Linked DNA regions of Sus scrofa: region 1 is linked to region 2. A link is a contact called in public HiChIP or PLAC-seq data. All regions are on one chromosome and are shown on one strand. The core of a region is the stretch at or near the end of the contact, and the rest is flanking DNA. Distances in the headings are between cores, read along the strand shown. Region 1 holds the start of TTLL11 (tubulin polyglutamylase TTLL11). Region 2 holds the start of DAB2IP (disabled homolog 2-interacting protein).

What was found. HiChIP or PLAC-seq counts read pairs in DNA pulled down with a chosen protein or histone mark.
Region 1: a contact with region 2 is called in an H3K27ac HiChIP or PLAC-seq map of skeletal muscle, with 3 times the contacts expected there. The contact joins the promoter of TTLL11 here to the promoter of DAB2IP in region 2. A contact is called at or near these places in 2 of 47 Hi-C or Micro-C datasets (both in skeletal muscle) and 1 of 2 datasets of contacts at active chromatin or transcription factors (skeletal muscle).

The regions. Positions count from the first base shown.
Region 1 is chr1:262,203,305-262,206,855 of Sscrofa11.1, forward strand. It overlaps TTLL11 (tubulin polyglutamylase TTLL11), which reads right to left and starts at 1,447. Exons shown (of 11, transcript XM_021068337.1): 1 at 545-1,447; 2 at 241-542. The coding sequence starts at 947. It overlaps LOC110256220 (a long non-coding RNA gene), which reads left to right and starts at 936. Exons shown (of 2, transcript XR_002337477.1): 1 at 936-1,008; 2 at 1,447-2,778.
Region 2 is chr1:261,730,415-261,733,738 of Sscrofa11.1, forward strand. It overlaps DAB2IP (disabled homolog 2-interacting protein), which reads left to right and starts at 1,866. Exons shown (of 18, transcript XM_003353636.5): 1 at 1,866-2,138. The coding sequence starts at 2,015.

The DNA of each region.
Region 1 (3,551 bases), core at 197-2,696, 470 kb after region 2:
GGCTGGAGACCATGGAGCTGCAGCGAAGCCAGAGGAAGGGATGGCTAACTTAACCCGGAGGGGTCTGAAGCCAACTTGAGTTAAGTGACTTGGGGGCTAGGCTTTGAAGGATGAGAAGTTTGCGGCTGACAAGTGTAGCGCACAGCTGAAGCTTGGCTCTCAGACTTGGCCTGGGCCGGCCGGACCCTCTGTGCCAGTCCAGTCCACCCCCCTGTGCCCACGCGGCGGGCCGGGCCTCACCTCCTTCCACTTGAGCTGGCGGATGCTGATCTTCAGGGCGTCCAGGGAGGTCCTGGCCTTGGAGCTGTCCACGGTGACGGGCCGCAGAGAGCAATACTCATTGGACCGGTTAGAGCTCCGCTTGCAGCTGCGGCCCTTGCTCCTGGACTTCCCGTGCGGGCAGAGGCCCTGAGCCGGCGCCGGCGCTGGCTTCGGCCTGGACACCGGCACCGTTCGCGGGGGCCGCGGGGGTACGCGGGCATCGCCCTCTTCGGCCGCGCTGGGCGGCCCCGGAGCCGGCTCCTTGGGCTGCTCCTCCCCCCCTTGCGCTCCGGCTCCCCGGCCGCACCCGGGTCCACACGGACCTGGTCCTTCGCAGCCTGAGCCTTGGCCGCATCCACGGCCTCCGCCTCCCACCAGGCCGTCAGCTCCCTCTCGGGGCTGCCCGGCAGCATGGCTCTCACGGCCGGTGCCAACGCCAGTGCCGCCGCCTGCGCCTCCGCCGCTCCGCCGCGCCGGCCCGCGACCAAACTGCCGCTGCCGCCGCAGCCGCCGCCACGCGCTCCCCGCCCGAGCCCGTTGCCATGATCGCTCAGGCTCCGGTTGACAAGGGCAGTCGCCGACTCGGGATGGGGCCCGGGAAGGGACAATCGCCGTCCAGGCCCCGGCGACCTCATAGGCGAGGCTGTCCACGTGACCGGGCCTGTCACAGAGGCGGGGGCGGCCATATTGGAAGAGGGCGGAAGCGTCCTCAGCCCGCCCACCCTGAGCAGCGCGCAGAGCTTGGAGGTGAGAAGCTGCGGTGAACCTGGGGGTAGAAAGGCGTTGGGCGCATGTGAGGCCCGGGCTGGGACTGAGAGACATCAGTTTCAAACAAGAAGCTCCCTTTCCCCACCCCATACACTCTCACGGGGATAACTCCTGGTGTGATGGAGGGAGGCACGACCCCGTCAAGGAGCACCTCAGTCTGATGATGGACTTGACGAGGCCAGGCCCTCAAGGTGCAGCTCCTGATTTGAAGAAATCCCTTTCTGGACCTAGGAGAGGCCCCAGACTGAGAGGGGAGACACTTATCCCGGTTCTCAGGGAGCTCCCAATGGAATGGGGAAGTTTTGAAGATTCGTGGTTGAGTCGAAGACATTAATCATTCCTTTAACTATTATGTCATGTTTTTAAATTATGGTAAAACAAACATAACATAAAATGTCTCACTTTCCCCACTTTTAGGTATGGAGTTCAGTGGCATTAATACATAATAACATTGTTGTGCAATCATCATCATCATTCATCTGTGGAAATTTTTCACCTTCTCAAACTGAAACCCTGTACCCATTAACCCATATCTCCCCATGCCCCTTCCCCCAGCCCCTGAACCACCATCTTACTGTCTCTGTGTGCTTTATTAAATAGCTGATAGAGGTGGAATCAAACAATATTTGTCCCTTTGTGTCTAGCTTATTCAATCAGAGTTTTACTTGTTTGCTTACTTGTAATGGTCTGTCTCACTGGCTAAAGACCAAATGCAGTGAGTAAGGAGTGTCCTGTTCCAGTTGACCAGCAAATTCCAATGCCCAGTCAGTGCCTGTCAGGCAGTAGGCATTCAATAACAATTTCTTGAATGAATGAATGAATGAATGAACAAATGAATGAATGAAAAATAAACTGCTCAGATATTAAATACTTAAATACTTAAGCGAATTATAGCAAATGTCAATAACAGCTTTAGCCACTTAGGATAAACATTATCCTGGTGATGCAACATTACGTGAACTGGTAATAATCGTGATACTTAAAGACTGTTTTGCATGAACAGGTCCTGGAAGAACAGAGAGACAAATGAGAACAGCAGTGGTGCTGGAGACATGCGCTCTTGGTTGAAATTTTTCTCTCAGTTTTGGCAAACTCTTTCAACCTGGAGGCTCTTCCTACCCTTGGACCCAGTAACCCATCTCATTTCTGGAGGTTTCTGCTAAGAATCAGAAAGTCAGACTAAGATTTCCGTGGTAATCTGATATCAGTGAGAATTCTCACTGTCCCAGGGGCTGTACTAATTTTGCATATGTTGTGTCATTTAATGTTTACCACAGCTGTGGGGTAAGTCCTCTTTTTCCCACATTTTACAGATGGGGAAGGAAATTGCTACTCAGAGAAAAGAAATCACTTACCCAAAGACAGCATTCAAACTCAGGGTGGTCTGACACTAGCACCCCTCTCCCAACACCCACACTAACCCCTACACCATGCCTTTGTTCACAAAAATAAGCCACGTGTATTTAAACATGGTCCATATCCATGTATATGTATGTATAACTAAAAAGATATATGCACTAAGCCTCAGCTTATGTGGATTACAAGAAAATTACATGCAGAGAAAAAACACTGGATTCAAATATACCAGACTATTAATAGTGGATGCTCTGGGTGATGGAGTTGAGGGTGGCAACTTTCCTCCTTATTCTTTTCTATGTTTTCCCAGTTTTCTACGATGACTGTGCATTGTTTTCATAACTGGAAAACACAATTTTCTAATAAAAATGTGTCTTGATTGCTGTTCTATAACTCTTATAGCAAGTCCATTTCCGGGGAAAGAGACAGGAAGGGATAGTTCAGGGGACCGAGGTGTGGGCAGCTTTTATTCCTGTTGTTGGTTTCTGCCCTGTTAGTATCAGAGGCTGCCACCAGGTGGCGCCCGAGGCCCGGTGTTTGAAGAGACTGAAGCAGGATGAGGGGCATGGGAGGTCCCTTAGCAACAAACATCTGAGTAAAACTGAACAGCTGCTGCCCAGCTCTACTGGCAAACACACACACTTTTGCCCCTCTAGGCTTCTGCCAGTGTTGCTTGCTCTGCCTAGTGCAAGCTGCCATTGGCCCCCTGTCTTCTCAGTGAGCTGTTTATTTTTAAGTCTCAGATCCAAAAACCTCTTCCTCTTAGACAGGGTGTGATGGGGCCCCCTGGGAGCACTGGAGTCCCTGCAAGGGGGAGGGGGTCAATCCTAATAAGAGAGCAAAAGGCTTCATATGCAGTTCTGGGTTAACTGTTTCTTTTTGAATGAACATAATAGCCATTGTTCATTGAGCACACCTGTATGGCAAACCCTGTTGTGTATCCTAGCATTTTAATCATCTGAAGCTTTCCTAGGGAGGAAAGTATGGCTTTCCCCTACATAAATGCCGGGAATTTGTGTCCTTCTTTGTGACCTCAGGCAAGTCTTAGAGTTCCTCTGTCCTCTATTGTCTTCATCTGAAAAGTGGGGTGATGATAATAGTACCTATCTCAGAGTACTGGTGTAAAAAGTGAGTCAAAACACATAGAGTCCCTACACATAGTGGTC
Region 2 (3,324 bases), core at 616-3,115:
TAGGTGGTTTCAGAAGCCCCAGCTGAGCAGGGGTGGGGGCAGCTGGGTTCTGGTGTCCTGGAGGAGGCTGGCCAAAGAGGCCCACAACTTGCCCCTGGATGGAGGGACAGGGTCCCTCTTGTTCTGTACAGGAGCCTCTGCCCTTGTAAAAGAGGCTCCCGGTAATGGGTAATGCCTGCTACTGAAAATGAGCTAGAGCAAAGCTTGACCCAGAGGAGGCTAATAGGGTCCTTGCAGGCCCTGTGGTTTTCCATGGTCCCCAGGGATTGGCCAGAGCTCTGGGGGCATGGCCAAGGGAGTCGCTAACTTCTGATGACCCAGACAGGGTTTGGAAGAGCACTGCCCCTCCCGCCCCTCCCTCCCGGTCCTGAGAAGGCGCCTGGCTTCCAGCTGTGATCCAGGCTTCTTCAGACCTGGGGGCCCTACCCCCCTGGCTGAGGGAGCCAGGGAGGGGGGTCCACTTTGTGAGGTGCAAAACCTGGTCTGGATTCCTGCCCAGACTGCCCCACCCGCTCCAGGGCCCCACCTTTTCCGCAGCGATGGAGGAGGACAGCCAACTCCCTCAGGCCCCACGTGTGACTCTTCCACCAACACAGCCCTAAGACCACTTGTCCGAGCCGTGGCTGAGGCCCTTTGCCTCTGCCAGGGAGCAAGTCAGGCCTCCTGCCAGGGTCTCAGTTTCCCCTTCTGTGCTTGAGGGGGTGGAGCTTAGGCAGGTGGTTGTCAGAATAATGTTAAAAATAAATGCTGCTGCAGGGAGGATGGAGAGGGATACCTGCCGACAATCAGCCATGGTGGTCAGGAGAGCTGGAGGAGGTGGGCCCATGGCAATGGGCTTTGGCCAGGCAGAGAAGAGTCCATAGGGAGTCAGTCCCTGCTGGGAGCAGAGCAAAAACAAGTGAGAAGTAGGGGAGAAGTGGAGGTGAGGCTGGAGAGTGATTTGACCTTTGGAGCATCAAATGGCAAAGACTGTTCTTTGGACTTATTGCTTGTGGACTTTGGGGAGCCGTGGAAGGTTCTGATCTGGGAACTGTGGTAACTTGGAGAAAGCGTTCAGCAGGCTGCAATAGAGGGAGCTGGTACTCTCCCTTCTCCGCCTCAGTTTCCCAGATAGGATAGTTCTGCCCTTCCGGAAGCCCTGCCAGAGCTGCTGCAAGTGCCCAGTGGGAGGAAGACCTCACAGCGTCTGTGGTGTTTATTTTGGGGAGGGTCTAAATCAAAGGAGCTAAAGGTTCAGATTTGGCAAAGGGCCGAGGGATAAGTGGGTGTTTGTCATATTCTCTCTACTTTTTTTGTGCTTGAAATATATACTCGAATTGTAAAGAAATATAAAAACAATATGTGTATCAAACAGGACGCTTTATTCAAGAACAGGTGAGTATCCTGAGTAAAAGGGAAGGCTTTCCACCTGGCGCGGGGGCGGGGGGCGTTCCTGGCCGGGTGTTTGCGGTGGGAGGGGGGAATACTCCGCTCAGAGAGGGTGGGGTAGAAATCGCCCCGGGGCACCGGCCTCATTAGGACTCTAATTTAAAGAGCACGGACCCCAACTGGTCGCCTTGCGAGCGCGCTGCCGGTGGCGAGGAACGCACGCACGTGGCGGTGCACCCTCTATACCCGCCAGAGGGGTGGGGCGCCGGGAGCGCCCAGAGGTCCGGCTTGGGGCTCTCAGGCGCGGAGGTGAGGGCGGTGACCCTCCAGCGGACCTGCCTGGGGTCCCGGGCACTCCGGCCCGCCTGGCCTCGCCGACTCCAGGCCGGGATTTCTCCCGCACTGACTTTCCGGGCCGGTGCCAGCCCGGCCTCCTGGTCCCCGGCCCCCGCAGCGGGGCCGGCTGCTCCGGGGAGGGCGGGAGCAGGAGGAGGAGTTTGAGCGACTTTGTGGGGCAGCCTTGGCCTCAGCGGCGGCCAGAGAGGCGCGCGGGAGAACGCGGGGACGCCCGCCGGGCCAGCCGGAGCGGGCGATGGGGCCCGTGTGAGCGCGCCCAGGCCCAGCCCGGTGCCCGGCGGGCGGCAGCATGTCCGCGGGCGGCAGCGCCAGGAAGAGCACCGGGAGGCCCTCCTACTACTACCGGCTGCTGAGGCGGCCCCGGCTGCAGCGACAGAGGAGCCGCTCCCGCAGCCGGACCCGGCCCGCCAGGGGTAGGCGCCACCCTGACCCCTGACCCCAGGCCCTCCATACCTCCCGGTCACCACCTGATGCCCTGGGATGCCAGGGAATCTGGACCCTCCGGCTGTCTATTTACCGGGGACCCCCATACTGCCCCAGCTGGCTGCCCATGATCCGGGTTCCCCCAGCTTCTCCCTCATCCTTCCCCGCCCTACCTCCGCCCCCCCGTGGGGAAACTGGGGCTCCGGTGTCTCCTCTTGGCGAGGGCAGGGAAACACGAATTGAAAGTTCAGCTTCTTTCTTCCACCTCTCAGTTTCTCCCCCCACTGTGCCTCAGTTTACTCTGTAAAGGGGGCGATCACTTCTTCCTGCCTGGATCTGGCTTTCCTCACCTCGCCTGCATTGCCCGGCCTCTCAGCTTCCCCTCCCCCAATCCCTTTCTAATCCACTGGGACTTACGGGACCACCCCCCCACCTCTTGGGCAGACACGTGGGTGGACATCAGGGGGTCCTATCCCAGGGGTGGTGGCTCCAAAGGATCAGTGGCTTGTAACATCTGTCCAGAATCTCTTGGAGTGGGTGGGCGCCAACTCCTTTCAACAGAGTGTGTCTCAAGCCCAGGAGGCAGGACCTGGAGGGGGAGGTGCAGGCAGCATTTTCTTTTTCCAGTAACAGGATCCTCAGCTGGAAACACGTGCGATCCAGGGGGCTGCCTTCTGGGCTGGGTGGGGGCCGGCACTTCCTTCCACAGCCGGTAGGAGGGAGGGGGGAGGCTCCCTGGAAGGAGGAGGCCTTTAAAGGGGCCCTTGGAAAGGCCAGGATCCCTGCAATGGCTCAGGCCCACTGAGGTGCCATGGGTGGACGGGGGACAGTGCTTTGGGAGTACCTAGCCCGGACCTGGGCTGAGTTTACACAGTCTTGGGTTATCTTGGGAGTCTGGAATACTGGCCCGGTGCCCAGCCTGACCCAGAGGGGTTAGAGCAAATCTGTGTTTGGAATCTGGTCAAATACCCCTCTGGGCACTGGTTATGTGTCTGTGTGTCGCATCAGTCTGAGGATAAATGAAGCAGGCAGTCAGTAACTGTTCATTTGCTTCCCCCAGAATGGAAAAGGCTTTTCCCACAGTCAGGGCTGAACAACAATGTACAGGGCTTCCTCAGGAAATAGTGAGTTCCTGAAGGAGTGAGTTCCCCACACGTGGAAGGGTTCAGCTGAGGC